Regions from separate parts of the Macaca mulatta genome. Here region 2 is linked to region 1. The links are chromatin contacts, called in public Hi-C maps. All regions are on one chromosome and are shown on one strand. The core of a region is the stretch at or near the end of the contact, and the rest is flanking DNA. Distances in the headings are between cores, read along the strand shown. Region 1 holds the start of MAPK8IP2 (mitogen-activated protein kinase 8 interacting protein 2). Region 2 holds the start of SCO2 (synthesis of cytochrome C oxidase 2).

Evidence for each region. Hi-C and Micro-C count contacts between places; a contact is called where the count stands out from the background.
Region 2: a Hi-C map of fetal cortex germinal zone shows a contact between it and region 1, with 1.7 times the contacts expected there. The contact joins the promoter of SCO2 here to the promoter of MAPK8IP2 in region 1. A contact is called at or near these places in 2 of 14 Hi-C or Micro-C datasets (fetal cortex germinal zone and liver).

Annotation. Positions count from the first base shown.
Region 1 is chr10:847,527-851,928 of T2T-MMU8v2.0, forward strand. MAPK8IP2 (mitogen-activated protein kinase 8 interacting protein 2) reads right to left here and starts at 2,327. Exons shown (of 12, transcript XM_077949142.1): 1 at 2,237-2,327; 2 at 1,255-1,352. The coding sequence starts at 1,293.
Region 2 is chr10:931,272-935,673 of T2T-MMU8v2.0, forward strand. SCO2 (synthesis of cytochrome C oxidase 2) reads left to right here and starts at 2,493. Exons shown (of 1, transcript XM_077949154.1): 1 at 2,493-3,336. The coding sequence starts at 2,493. The coding sequence ends at 3,293. It overlaps NCAPH2 (non-SMC condensin II complex subunit H2), which reads right to left. Exons shown (of 20, transcript XM_077949147.1): 16 at 4,335-4,402; 17 at 4,184-4,233; 18 at 3,983-4,084; 19 at 3,739-3,888; 20 at 2,144-3,670. The coding sequence ends at 3,530. It overlaps TYMP (thymidine phosphorylase), which reads left to right. Exons shown (of 9, transcript XM_001112945.5): 6 at 189-351; 7 at 450-680; 8 at 785-925; 9 at 1,008-1,174. The coding sequence ends at 1,156.

The sequences.
Region 1 (4,402 bases), core at 1,077-3,576:
GTGCATCAGTCAAAGGACAGCCCCTTCCAGCTCACTCTGCCCCTCTGTCTACAGGGCGATGTTTTTAAAATCTGCTTAAGACACGTCGGGATCACTCCAGTTCTTGGGAAGGACCCAAAAAACTCTACAGCTGAATGACAGGGATTCTCAGAGCAGCCCCAGCCCCGCTTTTAGACTCATCTCACTGCAGAACCCCATCACATTTGACACCAGCACTGTGTTCCCTTCACAGCATTTTAACACAGCTTACAGTTACTGGACATGGTTTTTTAGTCTGTTGCAAGCCCCACCAGGGCAGGGTCACATCCATGTTGTGCACTGTTGCACCCACCCCTAAGAACAAGACCTGGGGCTCAGCGTATGTTCAGTAAATATCAAACAAACGCATAAACGTAGAGACAGCCTGCACTCTGAGGATTCACCAACTTTGCACCAACCCCAGGGCCATTGGCACAGTTAATTCCCATGCTGGCACTTCCTCTCCTCCATTCCCTCCTACCTACCCCATCTGCCTGGCTCTGCTAACCTCAGGGCATGGTTGACATTTCCTCTGGAAATTCTCCCTGATTCCTTCAGTGTGGATTGGGTTCCCTTCCCCCTTGTGGAACTTATGTCTCTGTTGGAATGCAGCCCTTGACACGTGGGCAGTCATTGTCCCTTACAAGTCTTTCTCCTCTACTAAGTTGCAGCTCCGGAGGGCAGCTATCCTGTTCCACTCCCAGCCCCCAGAAGCCCCCAGTACTTGCCACATGGCAGTTGCCCAGAACTGTTCTTCAATAAATGAAAGCAGAAATGTGGAGAGACAGGGAGAAGGAGAAGCAGGAGATGGGGGAGAAACGATTTCAGCGGGGGGAGACATGAGAGAGACAGATGGGAGCTGCAGACGAGAGCACAGGGCTGCGGATGGGACAAGGTTGTGATGGCAGCTGCCAGGGGTTAGATCTTTCTGGGAGTGATCTGAGGACAGAGGGCACCCAAAGCAAAAGAGCACCTCCCTGTCCCGGTCTGGCCACTGATGGTGTCGGGGAGAATGCTGGGGAAGGCCTTGCGTGGAGGCCTGCAATGTATTGGAATAAGAGAGGGTTGATACCAAGGAAACCTCAAGGGTTAAGTGGGGAGGAGCTATCAGAGGAGTCCCCGGTTCAAGGCTGAGCTCACACCCACCCTAAAACCCCAAGTGAATGCTAAGAAGAACCTAATGAGGCCCTCCCTTAAGCTGGATCTGTGCCCCCAACTCTTCCCCCACCTTCTCACAGTGGTCTGAGTCGTAGCTGAGGCCCAGGCCACAGTCATCAGTGATCTCAGACAGATCTTCGTCGTCAAACTCTTCCAGGCTTATGTCCTGGGGAGGCCTGGAAAGGAGACCAGGGTCAGAGAGCTACCAACCTGGACTCTCTGCCTGGGAACTGGCCTTGAGAAGGAGCAGAGCGCGGCCTCAGCTCCTCCGCCCCGTGGTCTCCACAACCCCCAGCTCCCGGAACACATCCTGCCATCATCTTGACCCCCAAGCTCTGCTCTCCTGTGGATCCCCTCCCCCGTCTGAGCCAGGCCTGCCCAGAGCAGCCAACCCTGCCCCCACCCCTCCCACCCCGCCTCCCTGGAGAGCCAGCAGCCTCTCCTCCCTCCACTCGCAGCTCCAGGCCCCTGGGGTCAAGGTCTTGCAGAGCACGGGAGGGGGGGCTGCAACCCGGCAGCGGCAGATGGGGAGGGGTCGCGCCTGCTCTGGGAGGAGAGTCTGGCCTGTTTGTCTCCCCCTCGCTGGCGGAGTGAGGCCTAAACCCAGAGGCCCAGCGTCCTCCCCACCCCAGTCCCTTCCCGCAGGGCCCCGGGCTTGATTTCCACTCTCTCCCGGCCGGGCCCTATCGGCCAGGTCTGGCGTCCACTGAAGGAGGCCAAGGCCACCGGGACACGCCGCGCTGGGAGGGTGTGCCCGCATCGCGCCCGCATCCTCCCCCGCAGAGGGTCGGCCCAGGGCCTCCACCCTTGCCAGGTCAGCGGTCCAGGCCGGGCGCGGCTCAGAATCCCGGCGGGGCCGGGGGTCACGGAGGCTGGGGCCGCGCGGTGAAGACGGAGGGAGTGGGAGCGGGTGGGGGTGGGGCGCCCGAGCCGAGGCTCAAGGACCGCAGGGGGCTGGGGCCGGGTCCGCGCCGGCGGCGGGGACGGGGGTCCGGGCGGGTCGGGGTCGGCGGGGCGCAGGGAGCGGAGGGCCCGCCCGGCCCGGGCGCCGAGGGGGTACCTGCAGCCCGGCGGCGACAGCGAGTGGAAGGTGGAGAGAGAAAACATCTCCGCGCGATCCGCCATCTTCTCCGGGAGAGGCCCGCGACTGCGGCGGGGGGTGCGGGAGCCTCGCCGCGCCCCGCGCCCGCGCTCGGCCCGCCCCGCTCACCTCGTGACACGCCCTGCGGCGCCCGCCCCGCGCACCTCGCCCGGACTGCGCGGCGGCGCGGGGAGGGCGGCGGGGGAGGCGGGGGAGGGACGCGGCCGGGGACGCTGGTTGGAGGAGAGGCGGCGGCTTCACTGCCGGGCGCTGGTTGGGGAAGGACCGGGCGTGCGAGGAGGATTTTTCACGGGGAGGGGCGGGAGGGAAGGGGAGGGCGGGTGGGCGTCGGGCCCCGCCCTGGAGGACCCGCGCGGGGCGGGAGGCCGGAGAGGCAGCGCCGGGGTCCGCGGGCCTCGGGTGCACCGTGGGCTGTTCCCTCTGGCGAGAGGCCGGGGCGGCCCCAGGAGCTGCGCCGCCGCCCCCAGGGGTCCCCCCAGGAACCCTAACCCGGGTGCGGCCCTGAGCTGGGTGGCGGGCGAGGCGGGAGGCGCGGGAGGAGCTGTCCGCCGTCGGGTGCTGATCGGAGCTGTCCCCACGGGGTGCTGACCGGGCTGCACAGGGACGTCTGCACAAGGGTCGCCCAGCAGGGCTGGATTCGGAATCGAGCACACGGTACTCAGAGGATGCTGGCCGGGGTCAAAAGTGGACTTTGAGCACTCAGTAGAGACTGCACAGCCGGACAGAGGTACCGACAGGCATGGGAGAAGTTAGCACCCACAGAGGCGATGTGCGTCCCATTGGAAACACTTTTTCTTGGGCACCGTGTTGCTGGGCCCTGTGTAGGGAGCTGACCCGCTCTGGCTTGGGATGGAGCCCTGTGGGGAGGGCCATGGTTGAAGCTGAGCTCAAGAGGGTGGCTGTGGGAGGAGGCAGGAGATCAGGGTTGAGGGCGCAGAACTAGGGAGACTGCAGAACACTTTTTTTCTTTCTAAAATAGAGACCGGTGGCCGGGCGCGGTGGCTCATGCCTGTAATCCCACCACTTTGGGAGGCCGAGGCGGGTGGATCACGACGTCAAGAGATCGAGACCATCCTGGCCAACATGGGGAAACCCCATCTCTACTGAAAATACAAAAGAATTAGCCGGGCATGGTGGTGCGCGCCTGTAGTCCCAGTGACTCGGGAGGCTGAGGCAGGAGAATCATTTGAACCTGGGAGGAGGAGGTTGCAGTGAGACGAGATTGCGCCACTGCACTCCAGCCTGGTGACAAGAGCAAGACTCCGACTCAAATAAATAAATAGAGAGAGAGAGGGGGAAGAGAGAGAGAGAGAGAGAGAGAGAGAGAGAGAGAGAGAGAGAGAGAGAGAGAGAGAGAGAGAGAGAGAGAGAGAGAGACCGGCTCTCTGTATTGCCCAGGTTGGTCTTGAGCTCCTGGACTCAGCTATCCTCTGGCCTCAGCCTCCCAAAGTGCTGGGATTACAGGTGTGAACCACAGCACCTGGCTAAATATTGGCTAAAGAAGGAGGCTGGAGTTTCAACAAGAGTGCAATCCCTTTTCCCCCTTGATGAAAGTTATGTGCCCTAAGATTTACGTCTTAGTTCTGTGGAAAATTCCTTTTTTTTTTTTTTTTTTTTTTTTTTGAGGCAGAACTTGCTCTGTCGCCCAGGCTGGAGTGCAGTGGCATGATCTCAGCTCAATGTAAACTCTGCCTCCCAGGTTCAAGTGATTCTCGTGCCTCAGTCTCCCGAGTAGCTGGGATTACAGGCAATCACCACCACATCCGCCTAATTTTTGTGTTTTTAGTAGAGATGGGTTTTCACCATGTTGGGCAGGCTGGTCCCAAACTCCTGACCTCAGGTGATCCACCCTCCTTGGCCTCCCAAAGTGCTGGGATTACAGATGTGAGCTACTGCGCCTGGCCTGGAAATTATTCCTTAGGAAAGGACGAGGCACTTGAGTGACAAACACTAGAAAGTACATGGCAGAAGCAGCTCATGCCAGTCGGGAAGGGAAGTATTGCCATTCCAGCTCAGAGAGAGGCCTGTGGCCAGGGCCTGATTGAGCCTGCACTCCTTGGTGCCCCGTCATGATTTATATTTTATGCCAATGACAGTATTTTTCTAAGAATGGCATTTACTTGG
Region 2 (4,402 bases), core at 1,243-3,742, 84 kb after region 1:
GTACAAGTTCCTCCTGGCCCCGTGGCGAGGTGTGGCACTTCACTCGTTTCTGTTCCCCACCCCAACCCTTCCCTGACTTCATCCTGGCGGGCTGGCAACCCAGGGTGCAGCAGGGGCTGGAGTTCGACAAAGAATGGGCTGCAGGACGCCCCGCCATGTGGGGTCCGCGCTGAGCCTCGTCTCGGTAGGTTGGTGTGGGAGCCAGTCTAGGGCTTCGGGTCGCGGCAGCGCTGACCGCCATGGACAAGCCCCTGGGCCGCTGCGTGGGCAACGCCCTGGAGGTGGAGGAGGCGCTGCTCTGCATGGACGGCGCAGGCCCGCCAGACTTAAGGGACCTGGTCACCACGCTCGGTGAGGGGGACCGGGCGCAGGGGAGCGGCGGACGGGGGGGTGCTTCCCGCCGGGGCCGCCCTGGCCGGGCCGCGCCTAAGCCCCGTCCCCGCCCGCAGGGGGCGCCCTGCTCTGGCTCAGCGGACACGCGGGGACTCAGGCCCAGGGCGCTGCCCGGGTGGCTGCGGCGCTGGACGACGGCTCGGCCCTTGGCCGCTTCGAGCGGATGCTGGCGGCGCAGGGCGTGGATCCCGGTCTGGCCCGAGCCCTGTGCTCCGGGAGCCCCGCAGAGCGCCGGCAGCTGCTGCCTCGCGCCCAGGAGCAGGAGGAGCTGCTGGCGCCCGCGGATGGTGAGCGTCGGGGGAGTCCTCGTCATCCCGCCTCCGTCATCCCCTTCCCTTCCCGAGCCCCCGCCCCTTCCCGAGCCCGCGCGTCCCAGCCCCTCTCCCCGCAGGCACCGTGGAGCTGGTCCGGGCGCTGCCGCTGGCGCTGGTGCTGCACGAGCTCGGGGCTGGGCGCAGCCGCGCTGGGGAGCCGCTCCGCCTGGGGGTGGGCGCCGAACTGCTGGTCGACGTGGGTCAGAGGCTGCGCCGTGGTGAGCACCGCCCCCGCCCCGCTGCCCCCGCGCCCCCGCCCCGCCCCGGCCGCGCGGCCTCTGACAGCCCCTGGCTCCGCAGGGACACCCTGGCTCCGCGTGCACCGGGACGGCCCCGCGCTCAGCGGCCCGCAGCGCCGCGCCCTGCAGGAGGCACTCGTACTCTCGGACCGCGCGCCCTTCGCGCCCCCCTCGCCCTTCGCCGAGCTCGTTCTGCCGCCGCAGCAATAAAGCTCCTTTGCCGCGAAACTTTGTGGGTGCTTGGCTCGCCCGGGCGGGAGCGAAGGGATCGGGGCCGCGGGGGCGAGGCCGTCTCGGCGAACACGTGACCTGCGGTGGGCTCCGCCTTCCGCGCAAGCGCCGAGAGCGCGTCAGCGGCCGTGCCCGTCTGCGCATGGGCAGCTCCGGGGAACGCCTGCGCCCTGGCTGCGAGCTTGTGGCGCCCACGATACCTGAGCCCGCGAGGAGCCCGCGAGGAGCCCGCGGGGCGGAGCGCAGGGAGCTGGAGGTCGCGCTGCCTCTCGGGGGACTGGTCCACTGACGCGCGGCCCCGCCGCGAGGTGCGGACGCCGGGGCCGGGAGGGAAGGAGGTAGCCCTGGGCACTCGCTGGACTCCAGGGTAGTTTCCCAGCTCCGGCTACTGCGCGGGGCTGGCGGGGGGCACCCCGAGGGCGCGCTGGAGGGAGGAGCGAGGCTGGGGCGCCCGGGGGAGGCTCCCGGCTAGCACCGGTGTTCTCGGTGCGGCCGAGCACAGTTCTAACGCGCTCGCGCGGTTCTTTACGTGGTCCTGGGACCTTTCTGGCCACGAGGGCGTTGGCCTTGGTGGGGAGGGGACAAGCCCAGAACCGCCCGGGCGGAGGGTGCCCTCAGCAGGAGGGGGGGCAGTGACGAGGAGTCCTGAGACCTCCACCTAGCAAACCTTCCGGGGGGGCCCGTGGGAAAGGCGCAAAGGTCACCAACGCAAAGGCAGAGCGTCGGCTGTGAGCCCGGAGGAGCTGCTGGGAAGCCTGGATGTGAGGAGGGTGGGGTTTTGTGGCGGTGGAAGGAAAGGTTAAATACGGCAGGCAGGCAGAGTCCGAGCTCCGGGGGTAGGTCGTGCAGGTTTGCTGCTTGCAGTGTGGAGGAAGGGCCACGGTTGGCTTAAGTGGCCCGAGGTGACAGGAAAGTGCTGGAGGAATCGGTTACTTTAGGGACTGCAAGCCAGAGTTACCCACCTCCTTTTAAGAAATGGGTTTATTGCGAATAGATAACGTGGTTAGGAGTCCAGGCAAGGCATGCACTTGGAATGCTTTCAGTCAGCAAGAGGGTCACCTTGCTGAGGTGCGGGGCAAGGTGTGGCGACAGGCTGGTGATCCCAGGTGGAGGACAGGAGTGACAGGTGTGGATGTTTGGTGGAGGTGTTCTGAGCTCAGGTGAGCAGTGACAAACGCCTGTTAAGCCTGAACGTGGGCTGGGTCCTTCGGATGGGTTGACTGGTCTCTCCAGTCGCAGGGGCAGCCCAGGCACCGTCCTGGGCCTTCCCTTCTGGCTCCTGACACCTGTGCTTGTTTCCAGGAGCATCAGATCCATGCTGCTGCTGACTCGGAGCCCCACAGCTTGGCACAGGCTCTCTCACCTCAAGCCCCCAGTCCTCCCTGGGACCGTGGGAGGCCAGGCCCTGCATCTGAGGTCCTGGTTTTTGTCAAGGCAGGGCCCTGCAGAGACAGGTAGGCAGGGCCAGCCTCAGGGCCCTGGGCTTCGAACCAGGCTGTTGATCACAGCCCTGTTTGGAGCTGGACTTGGTGGGGCCTGGCTGGCCCTGAGGGCTGAGAAAGAGAGGCTGCAGCAGCAAAAGCGAATAGAAGCCCTGCGCCAGGCAGCTGTGGGCCAGGGCGACTTCCACCTGCTGGACCACAAAGGCCAGGGTCGCCGCAAGGCTGACTTCCGGGGCCAGTGGGTGCTGATGTACTTTGGCTTCACTCACTGCCCTGACATCTGCCCAGACGAGCTGGAGAAGCTGGTGCAGGTGGTGCGGAAGCTGGAAGCAGAGCCTGGTTTGCCTCCAGTGCAGCCCGTCTTCATTACTGTGGACCCCGAGCGGGATGATGTGGAAGCCATGGCCCGCTATGTCCAGGACTTCCACCCAAGACTGCTGGGTCTGACCGGCTCCACCGAACAGATTGCCCAGGCTACTCACAGTTACCGTGTGTACTACAGTGCCGGCCCCAAGGATGAGGACCAGGACTACATCGTGGACCACTCCATTACCATCTACCTGCTTAACCCTGACGGCCTCTTCACCGATTACTACGGCCGGAGCAAGTCAGCTGAGCAGATCTCAGACAGTGTGCGGCGGCACATGGCGACTTTCCGCAGTGTCCTGTCTTAAGCCGCTGCAGCCTGGGCCCCATCATTAAACAGGGTGCCTTTAATCTGTGCGTGTGTGATCTGTACCAGCAGCCCATGGAGGTCAGGCAGCCCTCTTCTCTGCGCAGGGCAGGTGTACGTAAAAGGGTTTTTGGGGGAAGATGAGATGGCAACACTGCTTTATTAGGCCGGGCCAGCCAGGAGCAGATGCACGGCTCCTCAGTACACATCCCCCACCCCTGCCTTGGTGCTCCCCACTCAGGGCTGGGCCATGGAGGGGGCAGTGTAGGTCTGGAAGCGCTTGTGGGCTCGCTGGTGTGTGAGCAGTCTCAGGGACATGGTGTCCACGGCCGTCTCCAGCCCAGGCTGCTGGGTGATCTCCACTGTGTAGTCATTGGCCTGCAGGGGTGGGGCATCAGCAGGGTCTGGGAACCGTCTCCCCCTCCCACGCATCCCAGGCTACTCACCAGCTGCAGGGAGGCCAGCATAGAACGACACACCTCGAAGGCCGGCTGGCCAGCCACCAGCTCCGCAAAGGGACACCACTCATTGAGCTGGGGGAACCGTGAGACCACCTGGTCCCCATAGGTGTGGATGTCAAAGGGTACATGCTGCTCCTGCACAAGGGAGGGGCGTGTTGGCTGTGGAGAGAGGCAAGGCCTGGGACAGGCCTGCAGCAGACAGCTCTGGTTCCCAGCGACCCCGCGTCACCTGCTCCTGGAGCAGAGGCTGCACTGTGTCCTCCCAGTCCCTGATGCGCTGGCTCAGCTCTGTCTCCTGGACAAACTTCTGGGAGGTGGCGATGAAGAGCTCCTAGGAGAGGATCAGCAGAAGGTACTGCCTCCCAAGCAGGGCCTGGGCGCCTCTCACCTATCCCCCTCCCCTCCCCGTCCCTCTCTAACCCAGGCCTACCACGTTCCTTCGAACCAGCTCCTCGTAGCTCAGGGACACCGGCACTGTGTCTGGGAAGGGGCAGCTGTGAGCTGGGCAGCTGAGGGGCCACACTCTCCCCTGCCCCCAGTTCCAGTGGCCCCTCAGCACTCCTAGCCCGCTGCCCACCTACCAAGGTCAGCAGCTTCCCTGGGGTCTGCTCCCTCAGGCTCCACATACTCCTCAGGTTCTAGAAAGTCA